Linked DNA regions of Mus musculus: region 2 is linked to region 1. A link is a contact called in public Hi-C data. All regions are on one chromosome and are shown on one strand. Each heading gives the region's core, a stretch centred on a gene start, on an enhancer-like site or on the middle of the called end of the contact. The rest is flanking DNA. Distances are from core to core; before and after follow the strand shown.

Region 1 (4,703 bases), core at 609-3,108:
TGTCCTTTCTAGAGAGTAACAACTTCAGCATTGGGATGAGAAATTCTCACTTCTTTGTACCTCACTGACCAGGGGTGAGCAGAGCTGCTCAGAAGCTCTCTTGGTGCCTAATACCCTCCATTCTTGTTAGTGATCTGAAACTCTGGAATCTCCCACAGTTCCCCATTCATAGAGCCTGTTTATCTAAGTGAAAAAATAAGAATAAAAAAGGGTGCTGTAACAAATACACAAGAAATATGAACGGCGTTCTCACCGTGTTCTTGTAGAAATGTAATAGAAATTTAAGCTGATGTTAGGTGACAATTAAAATCTGGGAGGTGTTTTGTACACTATCACCTCTTTGGGATGAGATCTTATGAATGAGTGATGTCTAGTAGAAAAGACCTGTAATCATAGGTTTTGTTGACCCTTTTCCTAGATAATAGACGCTGTCTTAGAAGCGCCACTAACCTCTGATATTTTCCTCCAAGACCTCTGCAAACCTGTATTCTGCTTATTGTACATTGCCATGGCAATACTGTCTAGTCTGCCCATCCAGGTCCCTATTCATATGACTCACTTGGCTGCTCCACAGGAGAGGAGTTAGCTTCACCTAACCAGCACCACTGTAGCTTCCAGGAAGGGACATGGGAAAGAATAGCCTGCCAACTAGCCAGCAGGCCTGCTCGTCCCCTCTTTACTTCTAATAGCAACTGCAGGGCTATAGCCAGCACAGATCACTGTTAATATTAAAAGCTTGTGAATCATGGCAAATCATCGTCTTTTATGGTCAGAAAGAATGATGCCTCTTATAAGTCTTTTCTGCTTAATTATGGTAGAAGGTTTCTACATGTTCCTCTAATTATAGCAAATATAATCAGACTAAAGCTTGGTAGCTAATGCTATACTTATAGGAAGTGTACAGAACAGTGAATAATGTAGATGTTGATAATATACACATGCTAAAGTATCCTCTAAGAAAAGAAGGCAGTGTCGCAAATGAAAGTAATTTAAGTGAAAGTGTTCCTATGAAGAATCATTGTCGTCACAAGCCTGGCAACATATGAATGTATAATCCCTGTGGTTCCTTCTGTGATAATATGAACTCGATCTTCTTACTTCCATAAAGGAATGACAAGCCAAGCTATAGGAACAAGAAAGCAAGCAAGGCACACAAGTATTGCCTACTTTTTCTTTTCTTTTCTTTTTTTTTGTGATTACACTGTCAGAACTCAGCAAATGCCTATATCCCCTGGTAGCCTTTAACAGGAACATTTTCATTGTCTCTGTCATAAAACGACTGTATGTCACATGGATTGAGTGAAAGGAAGGCACTGAGTAAGAACTGTGGATTCTGAATATCAGGATATCCTGTTTTTACGCCAAGGCTCTTTGTTAACCATCTTGATCAATGATGCCAAACTAGTCTAGATTTAGGCTGTGAGATAAACATTTGTTCTTGTATACAGTTCCCCGATCATGGCCAAAGGACAGCATGAACAGAGGTGAAGGCTCTGGTTTCCCAGACAGTGGTCTCATTATCTCTTTTGCATGTTTTAAGGGTCATTCTTAACTACAGCCCAAGACTCTTGATAACAGGGCTCACGTAGAATAATTGCAGGACAGGTTTAGTATAGTATCATTTTTCATCCTCCAATGCTAATCAGATTGAAAATAAACCTGTCACTGAGCAGAAGAAACAAGGCCAAGGCCATTTGCTGCATGTGATCTTTTCACACTGGCTTGCTGAGTTTCAGATGATTTTTCTGTCACACTCCAAAGAACATGAGTCCCTGAAGACTTTTGTGAAGGCTTAGCTATTATCAAGCCATTGCCTCATGGATGACTTCATAAATGTTTGCTTTTGCATCAGGTAATGGCATACAACATAATTTGTTCCTGACTCCCCACTATACACACATATATCTCCTTTGACATTAGCTAATAAAATGACAGAGAGACGTTGATTTCTGACTGATAATATCACAAGAGCTCCCCACACACTGTCTCCTACAAATAGAGTGGAATTTACAGTTTTATAATGTCCTTAACATTTTTCTTTCAAATGATTATATTTAAACATCTAACATTTATGCATACATTTATAGCAAAGCATTTAATTTCAGCAACCTTCCTGCTCCTAATTAAGCAGTCATTTACTCTATAGAAATAAGGAGTATATCAATCTCAAAGGCCATCTTTCAACATGCTCACACTTGACACTCTTGTTTCATTTACCCATGTTTTCTGTCACAGGTTCTGATGGATTAATTTCTGATTTCTCTCAAAGCCTACCAAAAATTTTTTTATCATAAAATCATTTAGAGTGGTTATTTTTAGGAATAATTAATATTGTATGCTTGTGAAAAATATAGATATTTAAAATAAAATATTAGAGTTAATAAAATAAAATAAAATAATCATATAATGTGTTTGTTTGATAAAATTAAGCTTAAACAATATTTTATTTATTAAATTTACATATTTTCTTATATATATTTAATATATCTGTTCACAGTGTTCTTATAATAATCATCAAATACCCCTCTCAGTGGTCATATAAAGCAAATTTTATAAATTTCTCATTTCTGTTATTTATCCACCAATAATGTATATGTCATTGTCCTTCTATATAACACTCCTGCCTAGTGGTTATATAAAGTATGCTTTGTAACATTTTCTCTCTTTTAAAATTTACACATCAATAATTCATATACCGTTGTTCCTCCATATTTGTAAGTGAAGGCTCCAGACCCTCTTCAGATGCCAATGATTGAGGTAGCATCGTCATCACTCTATATCTATAGGACATAGTTTTAGAACCCCCTTCCAATGCCCATGAGTCAAATGTTATCATCCATTTGTACCTATAAGAAATGGCTCCAACACCCCCCTTGAGAGGCCAGATTGAAATTGCTTGAATTCATTAAACTGTATAATAAATACTTTCAACTTGTATCTTCCTACAAACTTACATTATAGTACCTAATACAAGGTAAATGTCATGTAAGTAGTTGTTATAATGTATTTTTATGGACTTTTGGTCTAGCATTGATATCAATCTATGGCTTCACAAATGAATAAGATTCTTTGCTTTGATTAATTACAGTTGCATCTTTTCCTTCTGTGGGTGTGTTTGCTGTTTTTGGAGGGTACTAGGTTGTAGAACAGTTTGGTAATATTTTTGTCTGTTAGACTGGTATCTCAAGCACCAGGTTCTATATCCAATCTGCCCTTGTGTACTCTCTATGGCAAGTCTTTATCCAACAGCAAACCACTCTGATATTAAAGAAAGTGGTGGCTAAATCCACATACTTGTTAGGTGCTTATTAGTTTGAGGAGTCAAGTGACTTCAGAAGTACTGTTTAATTAGTAGGGTTATGATTGGAAAGGGAAAAGAGAGTTCAGAAATGATGGGAAACGAGTGACACGTATTAGATTATTAGATAGGAATTAGAGGAGGAGGATATGTGTGTGGGAATAATTGATGCAAAGGGGAGAAATGCCATGTATGTGTGGAGGTTAGAGCTAGGAGACTAAAAGGAGTAGGTAAAAATACGTACTCAGATATCATAAACCAGGTCAGCCGCTGATCTTTGGGAGATGTGGCAATAAGTGGGAAAGGTACAGAAAGAAGGAAAACACGGAAAAGAAAGTCGGAAAAGGAAAGACGATGAGGGAGATAAGGAAGACAAGCAGGAGGAGAAGAAAAGGAAGAGAGGGAGAGAAAGAATGCCAATCAGTAACAGGTGGAGAGTGAAGGGGCCTGGGTTGAAGGCTACTTCATCTACTAGACTGTAAAGACAGGAAATAGCTGTGCAGAGAGAAGAGCTAAGCAGAAATAGGAAATCTCTGCCAGATATGTTACTGGTGGAGAGATATGGACAATATAAGGAAATGAGGCAACTGGCTTGAGTGCTGTTTTTTTTTTTTTTTTTTTTTTTTTTTATCATCCTAGTGGATCTGGGGCTTAGGCTTCCTTGGTCCTGGTCTTTGCTTTATCTCTGTTGAGTTTAACTGGTCCAGCCGTCTTTTGTACTCACATTTCTCCTTGCATTTGGAGTTTCTTGACTATCTTTTGTGAACTGTGGATAGTGTGGATGCAAACTCTTCCAAACTGAGTTGCTGTGATTTTTTGTCTTTTTTTTTAATTAGGTATTTTCCTCGTTTACATTTTCAATGCTATCCCAAAGGTCCCCCATACCCACCCCCCCCAATCCCCTACCCACCCACTCCCCCTTTTTGGCCCTGGCGTTCCCCTGTACTGGGGCATATAAAGTTTGCAAGTCCAATGGGCCTCTCTTTGCAGTGATGTCCGACTAGGCCATTTTTTATGATCAACAGAGGAGTCTGGCTTTGTGGTGCCCAAATGACTGTTTTGAGCTTGCCTTTCCTCACGGGGTTGCTGATGATGGCCTGAGCAGCAGTCACAGCAAACTTCCTTTTTAATATCTGTACAAGCACAGCTTTTGTAGATTCTTTGATAGGAACCTGCAGTCCACTTTTCTGGAGTGTGATAGAAAAGGCAACTGAGTTGGAAGCTGTGTTGAATTTAGATTCAGCTGGAAATCCAGGGTAATGGCAAAGAAGGTGTGTGCATCCAACAATTGACTTTTGTTAGTATGTTGATCAAGTCAATACAGAGGCTAGAGAAGCTGAGCATCATTAAATACTTCTATTTACTTGTTTTTCCTAAGTAAGGATATGTTTTAGCATGGCTTCTA
Region 2 (4,703 bases), core at 990-3,489, 67 kb before region 1:
CGCTTAGTTTTGCATGCAATGAGTGTTCTAGATATTGAAATAGTCTCTCTTTAAAATGGTATGCTATCACTTGGACTTTTTCAAAATCTGCAGACACAAAATCAGAGCAGTTCACTCTATAAACTATAATTCAATGTAGAATATCATTTGATGCCATCCTGGGTATTTCAGTCATTCTCACATTTATTAATGTGTGCTAGAATGTTCCCAGATGGAAAAACATGAAAAGCTTAAATCTCTAGAAGGAGAGAAGTCGATAGTGACAGAGTAGCCATGCTGAAGGCACAGAATGATGCTTGTGGAAGCTGGTGATATTTATGTAGGAATCTTAGTCTCACAACTGTAAATATGTTTAAATGTTTTACATTCTAAAATTTTAGAGGAGAGGTGTCATCTCAATTCACTTTCTCTTCTATAATAGAAAAAAAAAAAACCTGGCTAAATAGAACATAACTTGGTAAAGTTCTGAGAGGCAGAAAACCAACGCCCAGACGCAACCAAAACAGGCCTGGCAAAACATTATCCCGAGGAAACGTTTGTGTCCTCTCATCTGGCTTTAGACTATTGACAAATAGACCCCAAGAAATTGGAAGTCCTCCAGGAATTTGCTGAGGGAAGGAAAAGGCTGAAGCCTTGTGTCAATTACAGGGTGAGCATGTCTCCCAGGAAGAAATATCAGATATCAGATACTTAGTCAGACCTCCTTGCAGAAGAGACTGGAGCGGAGACAGAGACAGTAGCTGGAAGCACACTTTGACCTACTGCTTAGTCATACATACATCCTGACCTCTATCTAAACAAGATGAACTTGGGGCACTAAACCTCTGTTCCTCTTCTTAACGTGGCCACATTGAATTACTCCCATTTCTAGTATTTCACTATTTATATGTCACTTTACCTGGCTGGTTGAGGACAGGTGTCCTAACTTGGCAGGATGGGGATGCTAGAGCCCAGGATCTAACCCTATCTACTGCAGAGGTGCCACCTTTTCCTTTAATTTCAAGTAAACATGGTATGTGCCACTAGTGTGTAGGAAGGTTGATTTTTAAAGGGAATAAGAATTGAAGGCGTTGCTTAAACAGTTAATTTCTGTCACATTACTTGTACTCTGCATTTGTGGTTTTATCTGCCTCCTTCCTTTATAGCATGCCAAACAAGCTGCTTGTCCCTTGTTTCAAATGCTTTTTTAGACTTCAATTTATTTATTTATTTATTTATTTATTTATTTATTTTTCAGGATTCAGAAGTCAACTGACTTCAAGGATCAGAGAAAGCATTCCCTCCTACGACCCCCCCCCCCTTTTAATACAGTAAACGCTTGATTTAGCTTCCAGTGCCCAACACAAGTTCAGAATACAAGAAAGGAAAAGCAAGGCACTCTGCTGGGGGAGGAGCTTGGCACTCAAATCCACTCTGCTATAAAACAGTGGTATTCTGCTCATCTCAGAGAGAAGTGGGAACGTGTTAAGTAACACAGAAATTGTCTCAAAGCCTGTGCATCTATCTGCGCGTGTGCTTGGATTGGAAGAAGAGTCTGTTCGCTGGAGCTCCACGCAGCCAGAAGTCGGAAAGGTAAGAGGTGTGCAAAATCTGCCATTAAGTAGGGACTAAGGAAGAAACTGCCTGTGATGGTCCCAGAGGGTGAATCCCACAGCCGCTACCTTCCTATCCTGTAACTCTATAGTAAGCCACTTTCTCAAGTGCAAAAAAGCCTTGAGGCAGCTGGTTTTCGACGGTTGGGGGATATTTATTCCTTGCTCCACAGATGGGGAAAAAAAAATCAGCGTCTGGCAGCCGCTGATTGGTGGAAAAGAAAATGGTGATAGTGGAGTGGGAATGAGGATTTGCTGAGCCTCCCCCTGCTTCTTCGACCTGTAACTCTTCCTTAGTCGGCTCCCCTTTGCACCCAGAACCCTTTTAGACTCCTCCGGGGTAAAAACAAATGGAAATCTTAAGCTGTGTGAACAAAAGCAACCCCAAGGGTGTGTGCTCCCTCTCCATTGCCTGGCTCCGCACACAGACCATTTCAGGCGGTCCAGCTCTCTGGTGTGGCATCTGGGCTCGTCCTGGAGGAGGGGGTCGCCTAGAGGAACTGGGAACAGACTGAGGCAGGGAAGGAGGGGGGTGGGGCAGGAGAGGCGCCAGCTCAAGTTCAGCCACGATAAAACTGAGGGCCCTCTGAACTCGAGGGGAGGCTCAGGCCGTCCTCTCTTCCTTCCATCCGGGGGAATGTGCTCCAGATACCCACAGCCCTCACGCACCGCACCTCCAACCAACCCGTCCCCTCCCTAGGAAGAGGAGCGAAGGCACGAGGCAGGCGAGGGGCGGGGAGAGGCGCTGACAAATCAGCTGCGGGGGCGACGTGAAGGAGCCAGGGAGCCAGAGCGCCCGGCAGCAGGCAGCAGACGGCAGGAGACCAGCAGGTGTTCCCCCTGCCCCTGCCTGCCCTTGCCTCTTTCATTGAAATTAGATTGGGGAAAACAGGAAGAATCGGAGTTCTTCAGAAGCCTAGGGAGCCGGTAAGTACCTGTAGATGGGGCAGCTCTGGGGATCTTAGCTAGCCGGAGCAAAGAGCCGGGACGCCTAGAGAAGACCAACTACAGCTGCTTTGGCGGTGGGGACTGGGCCAGTGCGTGGAAAGTACATCACTCGGCTTTCCTTTCGCTGGAGACATGCCCTTCCATCCTGTCAAAGCCCGAGGGAAAGGCCAGGTTGCCTGTGGCATCTGCTTTTTCAAGCGGAAACGCTAGGGTGTTTCATGTTGAGTGCTGGATGGTGGAAGCTTAGTGCTGGGCATTGGGTGGAATTTGAGCATCCAACTTTCATGCTCCAACCCCAGGCATTTCAGCTTCTTTCTGTAGAGGAAGAAGGGTGCCTTTGGCCCATGATTAATAGAAGTGCAGAGGACAGTAGGCAACAGGTGATAAAGGGTTAATGAGCATGGGGTGCAGGGTCTTCTAGAGGATTCCAGCTGAGGACAGAGCTTCTTGGTTGGGTGGTGCTCAAGTGAGACTGCTCAAGTGTATGGACAGCGCCTGCTCTGGGCAGATAGCAGGCAAAGAGCTAGTGGTGGGCAGAAGGTCTTGCAAGATTAGAAAGGCTGGGCTTCAAGCAGTTCCCTACTTCTAGATTAAACAGTTCCCCTCCCTTCCTTCTCCAAAGACTGACTCCTCTCTGGGTCTTTTATCCTCTTGCCCCCACTCCATCTCTGTACGCCCACCTCCCATGTTCCTTTTCTAGATAGTCTTTTTACTTTGAATGTAACCTTTGGGCCCTGGGAACTTGATGGGGTAGAGGATGCCCACCTCCCCTTCTGCAACTCTTCTTCTGAAATATGTATGTAAGAGCAGTCGAATGATCAAACTAGATCCATCCCATCCTTAAGTGACATGACTTTTTCCTAGTATTGAGTGACATAACTCAACAATCAATCAACACTGTGCCCAGCACCCCCACATCCCCCCACCCAAGAAATCACACTTACACCAGGACTTGGGGGAAGGCATACTGATTTTTCCCCCTCAATTTCCTTTCTTTCTCTAGCTGTTTTAAACCTTATTATTATTATTTTTTTACCCAAATTTTCTAATTCAAAATGTATTCTGTATTCTCTAGTGTGGAGCAAAAATACATCTTTAGCCATGGATGTGTTCATGAAAGGACTTTCAAAGGCCAAGGAGGGAGTTGTGGCTGCTGCTGAGAAAACCAAGCAGGGTGTGGCAGAGGCAGCTGGAAAGACAAAAGAGGGAGTCCTCTATGTAGGTAGGTAGTGACACTGTGACTAATGAATTGGGGTGGCTGGTGTGTGGTGTCTGATTCGTGTGCATCACAGCTTCTCAGAAGAGTGACAGCTGTGTGGAGGTGAGAGAATATGAACCTGCATATTAGCTCTCAGAAACAAACAGGGACAATGTTTTCTGTCCTTAGATTCATTAATCTTGTTATTTATGTAGGTTTTTTATTTGGTTTTCTGTTTCTGTGTATGAATACACTGAATTTTAAAAATTGGCAACCCATGAAAAATAACCAAGAATATGCTTATGAATCAAAGACATGTATGGCAGTAAGCCTGGTGGCATTTGGGAAGTGGAGGCCCAAGGACCAGGAGTTGATGGTCATCTTCAGCTACACAGAGAATTTGATGCCAGCCTGAACTATGTGAGAACACACACACACACACACACACACACACACACACACTCACACTCTCTCTCTCTCTCTCTCTCTCTCTCTCTCTCTCTCACACACACACACACTCACACACACACACAATACACACACACACACTCTCTCTTACACACACACATACACACATACACACATACACACACACACATACACACACACACACACTCACACACACACACAAAGAAATAAAGAAATAAAGGAAGGAAGGAAGGAAGGAAGAAAGAAAGAAAGAAAGAGAAAGAAAGAAAGAAAGAAAGAAAGAAAGAAAGAAAGAAAGAAAGAAAGTGAGCCACAAGTACTCATGGGACTTTGATTTCTTTCATCATCACTATAGGTAATACCTGCTAAGTTTAATAAATTATAAAGCTTTAAACAATAGTTTTGCATAATTTTATTTTACAACTGTGAAAATACAACTCCTTTGACCCTCAAATAGAAGAAAGAAAGCAAGTCTTCTTTGGTGGATCTCCTTTTAGGGATCACTTGGTCAGTGGGAACAGCGGGACTTAAGGAAC

The links. Hi-C and Micro-C count contacts between places; a contact is called where the count stands out from the background.
Region 2: a Hi-C map of olfactory sensory neurons shows a contact between it and region 1, with 2.5 times the contacts expected there. The contact joins the promoter of Snca here to the enhancer-like site in region 1. A contact is called at or near these places in 2 of 484 Hi-C or Micro-C datasets (the HPC-7 cell line and olfactory sensory neurons) and 1 of 9 other capture datasets (adipose tissue).

The regions. Positions count from the first base shown.
Region 1 is chr6:60,758,971-60,763,673 of GRCm38.p6, reverse strand. All of the region lies in intron 4 of Snca (synuclein, alpha), which reads left to right. Among named protein-coding and RNA genes, the nearest start is that of Snca, 68 kb to the left of the region's middle. Within about 2 kb of position 1,858, at least 4 of the 459 cell types and tissues checked have an H3K27ac peak or open chromatin away from gene starts, as enhancers often do. A contact at or near this core is called in olfactory sensory neurons, where this site is marked.
Region 2 is chr6:60,826,540-60,831,242 of GRCm38.p6, reverse strand. It overlaps Snca (synuclein, alpha), which reads left to right and starts at 2,239. Exons shown (of 6, transcript NM_001042451.2): 1 at 2,239-2,519; 2 at 3,616-3,762. The coding sequence starts at 3,642.